Linked DNA regions of Gasterosteus aculeatus: region 2 is linked to region 1. Evidence: chromatin contacts called from public Hi-C data. All regions are on one chromosome and are shown on one strand. Each heading gives the region's core, a stretch centred on a gene start, on an enhancer-like site or on the middle of the called end of the contact. The rest is flanking DNA. Distances are from core to core; before and after follow the strand shown.

Evidence for each region. A called contact is a pair of places that touch in the nucleus more often than the background predicts.
Region 2: a contact with region 1 is called in a Hi-C map of skeletal muscle, with 9 times the contacts expected there. The contact joins two enhancer-like sites. A contact is called at or near these places in 5 of 6 Hi-C or Micro-C datasets (liver, skeletal muscle, tail fin and 1 more).

Annotation. Positions count from the first base shown.
Region 1 is chr13:4,155,156-4,161,375 of fGasAcu3.hap1.1, forward strand. tars1 (threonyl-tRNA synthetase 1) reads left to right here. Exons shown (of 19, transcript XM_040195987.2): 14 at 873-950; 15 at 1,039-1,139; 16 at 1,635-1,739; 17 at 1,873-1,945; 18 at 2,472-2,586; 19 at 2,740-3,274. The coding sequence ends at 2,888. Among protein-coding and RNA genes, the nearest start is that of tars1, 15 kb to the left of the region's middle. Within about 2 kb of position 2,841, at least 1 of the 9 cell types and tissues checked has open chromatin away from gene starts, as enhancers often do.
Region 2 is chr13:4,229,268-4,235,485 of fGasAcu3.hap1.1, forward strand. No RefSeq gene overlaps it. Among protein-coding and RNA genes, the nearest start is that of LOC120830246, 13 kb to the right of the region's middle. Within about 2 kb of position 4,379, at least 1 of the 9 cell types and tissues checked has open chromatin away from gene starts, as enhancers often do.

The DNA of each region.
Region 1 (6,220 bases), core at 1,591-4,090:
GGAATAAGTTTATATGGAAAATGGATTAAAATAAGGGAAATAACCACATATGTTCAAGTAGTAAAGCAACTATATGTAAGGATAAACTAAATACTAAAACATCACAATTCACACCTGCCAAGTAAAACTAAAACACAGTGTAGTAATAGAAAGCGACGATGGGAAGGGAAGCGATCTGTCTTATGTTCTACTCACTGTAAAACCCTCTGAGGCAATTTGTGCCTCAAATCTCTTTTGCAAATGATTTTGTACTCACTTTTGTTAAGTTCTCTTAGATGTGAGCCAGATATTATGCAGATGTGCGCCAGCTATCATGCAGATTCGGCCACTCAGTGGTGCTTTTCAAACGTTCCAGAGATCCTCTTCATTTCGTCAGTGATGTGATGGTTTAAAGTCCTCGCTGGATGAAGTGTGTCCTTTCGCCTGCTGGCTGCAGGAACATCACTGAAGTTATTTTTAACACATCTTTTAATTAATATTCATCTAGTGGCCACCGTTTTAAATATTAAACTCTGCAGTCTGCTGATCAGATCACAGAAGCTACCGGCTGCTGCTGCGACTCCCTGCATGTGTTCATATGTAGGCAGCTTGAGAGATCCACATTTCTCAGAAGAAAAGCATTTACCAAATTCAGCACTGACTTGTTCTAATTAATCTTTGCACACGAATAAGTGGAGGATTATTTACACTGGAAATGAAGTGTCGCCAACGTGAGGAGAACTCCTCGTTAACTCCCTCAATCAACCATGAAGTCCCACCGAGGCGACATCCCCCAGCCCGGCGGTGGCGGGACAAGGCGTGTGTCTCACACACGCGGGTGTGGACACCCAGCGAGCAACACGCCACTCACTGCCTGCGTCCTTTTCCCACAGCAACTGGAGAACAGCTTGAATGACTTCGGGGAGAAATGGGTGCTGAACCCCGGCGACGGCGCGTTCTACGGGCCGAAGGTGAGACGCGCTGACGCTGTTGCTTGAAGCCATGAAAAGGCCCGATGGCGCCACCGCCGCCGCTCACAGTTCTGTCGTTCCTCCCCAGATCGACATCCAGATCAAGGACGCCATCGGCCGCTACCACCAGTGTGCCACCATCCAGCTGGACTTCCAGCTCCCGATCCGCTTCAACCTCTCCTTCGTCAGGTAACTCTGCCGCCGCGTTCATCAGGGGATCGGCGGTTCGGCCCCCGGCTCCGCCGGAGTGTCCTTGGGCAAGACACTTGACCACGTGATGCCCCCGTAGCTGTGACCACGGCGTGTGAATGCTATTAGTGCTGGTTGCTGATGGGCAGGTGGCCCCTCCCATCAGCATATGAATGGGTGAATGATGACACGTAACGTTGAAGCACATCGAGTCGTATTTACATGATGGAGGAAGCTGAGAGAGAAGGAAATTATTATTTTTGAGGCTGCAAATGCACTTTCCCGAACATTAAGGGTTGATGTGAAAGCAAAGAACAGGATAAGCTCGAATGGAACAATATGATGTGCATTTATGTTCAAGTTATATATGATGTTTCTGTCATAATCTAGAGAGAGTACCAACATGTTGCCCAGACGATCTCTGATGATCCCGTTTTAGAGTTCTTCTTTTGTGGATTTCCTAAACGGAAATGTTCATTGTGATGACTTTTGTAGCCAAGACGGGGAGGACAAGAAGCGGCCGGTGATCATCCACAGAGCCATCCTGGGATCGGTCGAGAGGATGATCGCCATTCTGACAGAGAACTACGGAGGCAAATGGTTCGTAAACCTAATCTCTCAGGACGCTGTGGTCTGCTTACTGTTAACGATCTGCACATCAGACGCGTTTGAACCCGTGTGGCTGTACATGGCTGCTCAGGCCCGCTAAGCGCCACCACGTGTTGTGTTGCAGGCCGCTGTGGCTCTCTCCTCGTCAGGTGATGGTTGTTCCCGTGGGGCCGACCTGTGAAGAATACGCTCAGAAGGTAAACCGCTGATCTAAGACTAGATTCCACCTCCGATGAAATGTGAAGTTCATCAGTTGGATGTCTTTCGATAGCGTAGCACTCGGCCCAGTGGTGGAGGAGCTCTGAGGGGCGGAGCTACGAGCATGCACGTGCTAATCCCGCTACGGGTGTATTTCTAGACACCGTTTTGTTTATTTGGGTTCCTGTTTGTTTCCGCTTGGAAAACATTTGGCTAATCTGTTGGTTTACAACCTTTGCGACTGCTTTATTATGAATGTCATTTATATTTGTTTGAGGCAGGAAGGAATTATAATATGAACGGTCCTCAGTTAAAAGCCGGTAAAAGCTGCATTCAACACTAGCCTGCAGATATTTCAGAATAAAAGCCTTCTCGACAAATTTGAAACACACTTTTTGTCCCATACACTGACTACATATGATGTTACCTGGCAGGTACTTTACCGTTTTGCAAATGGATTAATGCAAAAAGATTGACATGAACTTCTAGAATGGAGGCATGAACGTAACCGTTTCGATGTGTCAGGTCAAACAGGAGTTCCACAACAAGGGCTTCATGAGCGATGTGGATCTGGACCCCGGCTGCACTCTGAACAAGAAGATCAGAAATGCACAGTTGGCGCAGTACAACTTCATCCTGGGTCAGTGGACACGCTCTCTTCTCCCACTTCCTCCCTTCTCTTACTTACTCCATCTCTCTTCCTCTCTTCTTTCGCTTCCTGTCGTGTCTCCGCCTCGCTGTCCATCTCCATACTGATCATGTTTTTTCTTTTTGTTTCTCTGCTGGTATATAGTGGTTGGAGAGAAGGAGAAGACCAGCAACACTGTGAACGTACGCACCCGCGACAACAAAGTCCACGGCGAGCGCACCGTGGAGGAGTGCGTCGAGCGTCTCCAGCACCACAAGACCTGCAGGAGCCTCAATGCTGAGGAGGACTTCTGATCTCTCTCTGTCTCTCTGGGGGCTGTCAGCTCGTCCTTCTCTCAACATTACGACCACTGTGGTAACTATTAGAACAAAATCAGTGTCTGGTGAGGGATCAACTACTTTTCACATTGTGGCCTCGTCCCTTCTTTTTGTCCACATGGACATTATTTTACATTTGGTAATTGTTTCTTTTTTTCTGGCGTCTTCTCCGAGTTGCTGAGTTTTTGGTCCGTATTCTTCTGCTTACACACAAATGCAGCCACGATAATTGAATCTTTGAACAGATGATTTAAAACACGGGGGAAATGATTTTGTTACGCTGTCTTAACAGTTTGTATCAGTCACTTTCTTCAGGGAATTGTACGAGTTACAATTTTGATAATTAAACGGTCTATTCTTAATACGTGTGTGTGTGGGGCTTTTTATTTCGACACACACCTGACCTCCGTTACCGTTCACGCCACTAGTGGGTACTGTGTGCGTGTGCGTGCGCGTCCTTGCACAAGTGAGAGATACTAAAACCTGTGACTAACTTGAGTGTATATGATGAGCATATTTTGTTTCACACACTGTGAGTCTGAATGCACTAAGGGATGAAAGCTGGACTGAAATATGTAATTGCACTTTGAGAGGCTGTGAGCTCCCACTTCTGACCACAAGCCAACGAAAACATTGATCTTGGCTCCTGCAGGTGGCAGGCCATTAAGAACACGTTAAGAGGCCATTGGTTATTTTTGGCCAATTGGAACTTTTCAGCACCAAATGAAATCTGTGTGCAGCTTTGGTTTCTTATAGTCGGCCACAGTGAGACACACGGATGAGAGACTTATTCAAAGCCATTGACTGGTTAGATGTAATGTTCCCTGAAGTTAAATGCTCTTTTTACCAAGCATGCCGATTGTAAATGCTAAATCTTTAGGAAACATGGAGAATGAAAGCGATGAACTTCATTTCTAAGGACACCTTCATATGAAATCTGACCAGTAGGTGGGACAGCTGCTCCAGGGTGGGTGTGGGAGAGGAAAACATCTGAGCGAGAGGTCAACGAAAGACGTCAGTGGAGTAGGAGAGCGCGAACAGGCGGAGCGAAGACTCTCAATGCCCACCCCCCACCCCCCGGGGCACTTCCAGGCCGCCCGAGTATGAGGGGTCACGACGCTTCAGTGAACTGAGCAAACACTCGCTTCTCCCCCCACGTGTGGAAACGGTCCTCATACTGCGATAAGGACACACTCCCTTCAGTCTTTGTGTGTTATATGATTTGCTCTCAAGTACCTCGACTGATGGGTGGATGCAGGTTTTTTTAACTAATTGAAGGAGAATAGATTCAAACTGGCTGACACCTGCTCCTGAGCGCGAGGGGTAACGTTTTAAAAAGTAAAAAAGTGTCATCTCTCTAACCGCCAGCAGGAGGCAGCGCCTCCGGTAATAAAACCGTGAACCTTGTGATTGACACGTCAACATACCATTTACTTCACTGCAGCGGTCCAGATGTTATTATTGGTGATTGATAATTGAGATTTATTGTAACGTGACAAAGATAAATCTACAATCATTCATTCTGTCTTAATTCAAGACACCTTCAGTTCACCTGCATGAACTCAGTTCAAAGCTAAAAGACAAAAGCTCATTTATTCCTAAACTCAACCCCTAGTTTAATTCTAATAAGGGGAGAACATTTATACATTTTCAGATTATGGATTTGTAATTAAATAGAACTTTTATTATTTGAGTTGACAATTGCTTATAAATTATACACACAAACTTCAATGTAGGAGTCATTTTTAATCACAGGTACTCTTCAACTGTGAGTGGGAATCAAACAACAAATCTGAAAGTCACATATGATTTAAAAAATATATATTGCATGACATAAGTATTTGATACATCAGAAAAGACAAACTTAATATTTAGTACAGAAACCTTTGTTTGCAATTACAGGCATTATACGTTTCCTGTTGTTCTTGACCAGGTTTGCACACAGTGCAGCAGGGATTTGGGCCCCTTCCTCCATACAGACCTTCTCCAAATCCGTCAGGTTTCGGGACTTTCAGCTCCCTCCAAAGATGTTCTATTGGGTTCGGGTCTGGAGACGGGCTCGGCCACTCCAGGACCTTGAGATGCTTCTTACGGAGCCACTTCTTAGTTGCCCTGGCTGTGTGTTTTGGGTCGTCGTCATGCTGGAAGACCCATCTTCAACGCTCTTACTGAGGGACGGAGGTTGTTGGCCAAGATCTCAGGATACACAGTCCCATCCATCCTCCCCTCAATACGGTGCAGTCGGCCTGTCCCCTCTGCAGAAAAGCATCCCCAAAGAATGATGTTTCCACCTCCTTGCTTCATGGTTGGGACGGTGTTCTTGGGCTTGTATTCATCCTTCTTCCTCCAAACAGGGCGAGTGGAGGTTAAACCAAAAAGCTCTACTTTCCTCTCATCAGACCACATGACCTTCTCCCATACCTCCTCTGGATCATCCAGATGCCATCCATCCATTGGCGAACTTCAGACGGGCCTGGAGATGCGCTGCCTTGAGCAGGGGGACCTTGTGTGCGCTGCAGGATTTTAATCCATGACGGCGTAGTGTGTTACTGATGGTTTTCTTTGAGACTGTGGTCCCAGCTCCCATTTGACGACCATCCCTCACCTTCCTCTGGATCATTGATGCCCCACGAGGTGAGATCTTGCATGGAGCCCCACACCGAGGGAGATTGACAGGTGTCTTTTATACAGGTAACACGTTCAAATCGGTGCAGTTAACAAAGGTGATGAGTGGAGAACAGGAGGGCTTCCTAAAGACAAACTAACAGGTCTGTGAGAGACGGAATTCTTACAGGTTGGTAGGTGATCAAATACTTATGTCATGCAATAAACTGCAACGTAATTGTTTAAAATCATACAGTGTGATTTTCTGGATTCATCACCCACAGTTGAGTACCTATGATAAAAAATTAGACTCCTACATGCTTTGTTACAGGGAAAAGCTGCAAAATCGACATCGTCATTTTTAATGACTGTTTTTAACAACAGGAGTTCTTTCTGCCTTTTTAGAAGACTTTCTCATACCAACATGTGAAAAACTATATTATGACTTTTCTTACATTAGTTTAACACGCTATTCTACGGTCAACATAACATATACTGTGACTTTTTAATGTATTTAGTGCCGGCAGCAATAGGGCCGCCCCTTGTCCTCCTGTGACTGCTCTGTGGAAGCACAAAGAGGGGAAAGGACACTAGAGATCCAGGCACGCGATTATGTAACAGCAGAGATCTGTTTTGTCAGCTTGGCTCAGAGAAAAGTTGTTTTTTCCCTTTTATGTACGTATGTTAATAACGAGGAACTAGAT
Region 2 (6,218 bases), core at 3,129-5,628, 76 kb after region 1:
GCCACGTTATTCCATTTTTGTGTGGGAATGTGTTTTGTCGTTTCCTCTCCATTGTTGAGATCTAAATGACATCTCCAAATGGTGCCTTTTATTTCAGTAAGAGGCTGTAATTGTCGGATGCCTGGATGAACTGTCAGCTTCTTACGCGACCATCTGGACCTTTCACCATTTGGCCCATTAGTTCGCCCGACCCCCCTCAAGTCCTGCACATTTTTGGCCTCCCTACAAAGAAGAGGAGATAGCGGCCAGATGACGCCAAAGGTAATCACGAGAACTCCAACCAACCTCTGCCAATGGTGCGCGGCCCTGACTGATAAATTGGAGGTCAAGGAGATTATTTTTTATTCCCGGGCCGGTTTAATTGCTGCTGATTGCCAGGCAGATTGGTGGATTGTTGGCTAATCGGGATGGCAACTTAAGAACTTGAATGAGCAACTGCTCCCTCCAAGTTAACTGGGGAATTGTGAAGGACATCACTGAAGGCTGAGGTGTAAAATGTATGTATGCTATATGATTCTGTCATACATGAAGGTATGAACTTCAAAATAAAAAAATGAAACCTGGACTTGTGATGATATATATGATATGAAAGCAAATATTTCAGAAGAAATTATCAACACCACAAAACACCATGTAGTCCAACATTGAGCATCCTTTTGGCTCCACATTTCTTGCATCCTGGAGGCTTTAACTTTGAGACTTTAACTTAACTTTTTCTGACGTGGACACCTTACCTCAGGTCAAAGGGATCTCTCTTACTAAGAGGGATGTTGGAGGGGAGACAGAGCCATGACCCTGAAATCACATTTCATCAGATTTGAGCTTCAAACAATATTGTTTTTTTATAGCTGCACTCCAGCTTTATTCAACACTTGTGGGGAATTCCTTTACACTTCAATTTCACATTGTAGCCAGACAATGAATTCCATAAAACATTAAGCTGAAATTTGTCTCGGTTGGACTGAAATCCGGCCTTATTTCCATTTTGGGAACGGCTGTAAGAGATACAATCAGGTCGGGGACTGGGGAAAGCAAACTGTTGTTTATTCTTAAGTTTTCTCCAGGGCACTGAGAAAAAATGCCAACAAGGTTTCCATTGTGAAAGGACAGACGGCCTTTGTGTGCCCTGCCACTGAATGCTGTGTTTCCATAGCCCTGTGCTCTCCACCCTTTAAATCATATAATATTCCTGAATTACAATGACATGTGCAGGATAGGGTTTCTCCTGTCTCAGACATTTCTGTCAGAGCGTCTTAAAGTTTTGTCTTGGCCAGGAAATCTGAGCCCTGCTCCACAGGCAGCTCAGCACAGCGACTCAGTAATTTATTGGTTAAAAGGGGTCTGGTGTAAAGGCCGTAAAAAGTTGTAGTCCAATGGAGGAGGAGAAGTTGATTTTGGTGGCGACGGTATCCAACATGGATTTGATCAGTCAACATTATTAACAAGGCTGTTGGTGCGTTCCATTACCCAGAATACCATTCAGTATGTCCCCAAAGACATTTCGTTTTTTTAATTGCTAACAAGCATTGTTCAATACTGAAAGAACATTTTCAAAACTCGTCACACAGTCTGCATTAACAAGTCACATTTTGGCCAAACAGTTAATCTAACGTCCAAAACTCACTTGGACCAACAGAACATTTCATACATGTCTCAGAATTAGCTCGTTCCACCATCACCGGCAACAGATTCTCATTCAGAAAACATGCCAGTCACTCATAACACACAGACCTAAAAAACACTAGCAACATAAATGATGAACTTTCATTGAAAGTTGAATGAATTTTCACATAAACATTATTTCATTATAGAATAACAGATTTTTAATTTATTGAATGTACTAAAGCAAACGTATGTAACAAGAACGAATCAGAAATAATTTGTTTTCCTGCCCATCTGAAAAGATTCGGCCTCTCCCTCCCCTCTGAGGCAACCTTTGGATACTAAAACAAAACAATTACTGTTTTCTAATAGGTTTCAAAATTTAGAAAATTCAGTTGTTTTGCCAGAGAATTTATTCTATTGACGCAACTGTTGAGTGGTGCAGATTTGGCTGCACCTTTAGACCGGGCGCTCTCAAAGTGTGTTCACACGTTTAAAACCATGTTCACACGTTTATTTCATCAGATATTACCGCTCCTGGTCCTCCACACGCTCTCCCTCATATCACTCCTCTTTCCCCACCGACCTGCTTTCTGTGATCAACATTTCCAAACAAAATCAGTTCTAAGATATCGCCTTTTATTGAAACATGGTATTGAGAGTAATGCAGGACACCCGGATTGGCTTTGAGCTGAAAATGCAATCAGCTTGGATTGATAATTCTTTAAACTTCTATATTTCAAAATAATTGCTACAGAAAAGTTTGAAATTTGTCATCATTCTGATTTGAATGTGCTTTTATCAGTTTTTAAAGCAGTGTGTTAACATATAAAAAATATCCTGCAAATATATAGTTTTTTGTAGTTTGTGGAGTAAGAATGACAAAAGTGTTTGTGGATTTTGAAAAATGTGGCGATTGAACTCATTTTGTCTGAAAGCAATGAAAAATGATTCACAGTTCCGTATACACTTGTGTGTCTCTCTGAATTTGTGAAGAGTTTTGAAAATGCGGTTTCAGTTATTGAACAATGCCTGTTAGCAATTGAAAAAACCTGTAGTACGTCCCAAAAATACCAAGATGTCCTACTGGATTAGGTCATATTTTGTTGAAGGAAAGCGTACCGTCGCAGTAATTTTGACCCACAATCCTCTGCGCTGCAGATGTAAAATCAAGATATGTTTAGATGAAGTGCTATTTACGTCCCCTGACTAAATTATGCCTTTGGAGTTGGAGCTAGATGCACCGGAATGCCAGCTAATTTTCAGTATTTACAACGGAAGATGACATCCGGAGCATCCTGATTCGCGGCGTTTGATCAGAACTTACAAATCCTACCGCTCACGTCTAGCAAATAAAATTTTCAAACAGTTCAGTTGGTGTGCTTGGTCCTTGCTAGCGAATATCTGTTAAACGCATGAGCACGTGTGAGACGGTTTGATCAGTGCTTTACCATCTGATATAGTGTCCATTGAACTTCCCTCTTATTGCTGCTTTATCACTTTATGCACTGAAAAGGGCTCCTACAAGAAAGCAACACAGCCTTCATCTGTTCACATTCCAGCCTATTTAGCTTTTTAAGGTTGTCAGATGTTCGTTCTGAGCCAATTAGACGGTTGGGTTGTCATATTACGCTGTGTACGGGATGGTCAATAGCCGGCTCTGAGAAACCAGAACTCTGAACCACAAACCCACCATTCACTTGCAGCACATGGCAGGTTAAGGGTTAAATGAAAAATGCTTCTAGACTTATTTTAGCGCTTTGTAGGCTTCAGCTCAAAATTCAGGGTGTTCGGAGTTTAACAAAAGCTTTTCATAGAAATGAATAATGTTGTGGCGCTGTGATTATTTGATATTGTCTTACACAAAATACTTTTATGAGCAGATCTTGATGAAAAACTAACCAACAGTGTAAAGTATTCAGAAAACAATTTGATCATCTTTGAGGCCTTTAGACAGCTGGAGCGTGACAGATATGCAGCATGTCACGAAAACTAAAACCATTCAGCAGCCCAACAACCAAGATCCTAGTGCAGTGTCGGCGATAATCAATTGTCTAGCCTGAGCCATTCTAACTTATTTGATTGACTTTCTTTTTTGCAAAATGCTCTGTCAACCCGAGCAAAATCGTCTATAGGCCCTGGGCTTTTATTGTGGAAGGTAAAAACAGCGAGGATCTGTTTCTCAGTTTTGTTAGTGTCTAAAAGGATTGCTTCTTGGTTAGGACAGAGTGGAACACTATGGCGTACGTGTTGGATGTATCCATTCCCACAATGTCATTGGTTGATGCTTCTGTTCGCCAGGAGAAAATTCTACGTTCACGCAGCATTTTCTTTATGAAGTATATCGGCCGAAATGATGAGGCAATTGTTACTTTTTTGTTTGGGTTACTGTGATGGTTTTCTTAGCTCACCATTATTTATCGCTCTCTGAAATCTTTTGGGTAATTAATATATTTTAAAGACGTGACTCAGGTCCTGGAAATCAATCAATAATAAACATATGATTTGTGAGTGATGTCATTCAGCACATTTCTAACCTATTGTGCATCTGTATGTGTTGATCACATCGCCCCAGCCTAGGCCGTATATCTAAAGCTTTTTCTTCTGTGTCCATCGGCTTTGGGAATGCACCTGAAAGACGTGTCCCCTTTTGCTTTCCCTCCACGGCCTTTTCCCCGAGGCTTGAGGTCAAACCGGCACACAGAAAAAGCCCAGGGAGCCTCTCGGAGATATCTGGAGAATGCTGAAACATAGCCAACAAATGAAGACGCAGCTGTGCTTGTCTGAGAGCGCCCCGGTCTCTCGGGAACGTGGAGTTATGAGGCCGCTCACACACACACACACACACACACACACACACACACACACACACACGACTCTGTTTGCTTAGTCTCTGACACGGAAAAGACAAACCAACACAAGAGATGGGAGGAGTGAGACAAAGAAGGTGAGGGGGGTGCAAGACCAATGGTAAAATAGAGAGGTCAAAGTTCGCACACAGCCAGGTGAAGAGAGGGGTCGGAGTCACGCTGCTCTTAATGGGGTAACAGTCAGATAACTAAAGAGATAAATGCTAATAAATACAAACTTCGGAGGCTTTTATTTCATTCTAACGTCTGGGGTTTTTTTTTTCTCTCTTTTCTCCGTATTTCACAGACGTATTGGTTTCTTAAAAGAATGCAGACTGTCCTATTCCAAAAAATCAACAACATCAAGCATTTTGAAAAGGGAAAGTGCCAAATTCTTGCACGGCTCGATAAACCCAAAGGGATTCATTTTTATTCTGGAACTGTATCTTTTGGCAAAGTTGTGATCTTCTGAGAAGCTTGTTTCCCACATTATTTTCTTGAGAAGATTCAGGATAAACTCTCCCCATAAAGATTATTTTTCTTATCTATAAGTCTGCGGCTCGTTATCGCAATTTATTGAGTAGTCCTTCTATAAAATGTCACCAACAAGTTATATTGCACGTTATCATTTTTGGCGTCTGTCTGAAGATGGTATGTTTCTTTTTTCCCAGAGTGTTTGAATAAACGGATGAACCAACTCACCGATTTTCCTACCGTAAAGGACATGAAAGGAAATGTTGGTTTGCTGGATACATCAAAATTTGAAAAATCGAAAACCCCACAAGCTTGAAAGGTTATCAGAAACATAAAAGATGAGGATTGTAAGCAAATGGAGCACAATCAGCTAATCACAATCAGCAAAACCACTGGTGTGGTCCTTTAAAAGCGACACACTGAATGATACACACACACACACACACACACACAGCTTCATCCAAACTGTCAGTCAATGCTCCTAGTTGGTGGCCCGCTGCTGTCAGTCTCAACACACACACACACACACACACACACACACACACGCACACAGTTGAAACAGCTGGCCGAGCCAAACCAGAATCAGTGGAGGCAACAAGTTCATTTGAAGACAGGTTTTTCTCTTTGAAGTGGCGTCACTCGGCCAGCAAGCAAACATTATTGTGAGCGGGGGAAGATTTACGACCTCTTGTCCCACAGCTGCTTTAACACTTTCTGCTGGTGGCTGCCCAGCAGGGAGCCTGATAAAGACTTGCATGAAACTGCCAAGGAAAACACCCCAACGTGCACTAGATGTGCAGAAACTGTACAAAGTAAAACTATTAGAATTTGATTTTCCATTTAAAGCGTAGCTTAGGTTTGAATATGAATGCAGGATTTGATTTGTTCATCTTGTTTTAAATCCTGGTCTCATCAGGTGGTGAAGCTTTAGATCACAGCCCGGGTCAACATCCAGTGAGGTGGCGCCTCTTAATGGCCATGGGCAGGTACTAGAAATGTGAAAAATCAGCCTTGAGCCGGCAGGGCCACAGGACATTTTGACCAATCATCTACACTTTGCAGCCCTCTACAAAACTGTAGAGGGCTGCGTCCAACAATGTGTACTCTCCTTTAATTTGTTGATTGTTTTGTTGATTAATTTATCAATTGTTTGGTCTAAAGATTTTTTTTTTAAATTGCAGCCACAATTTGCAGGCCACAGGGTGTCCTGCAATGACTCAGGGCAATCATTGATTTACTTGACAACTATCAGCTGCAGCCCTTTAATCGATCATCAAAAGCGTTGATTTAGTT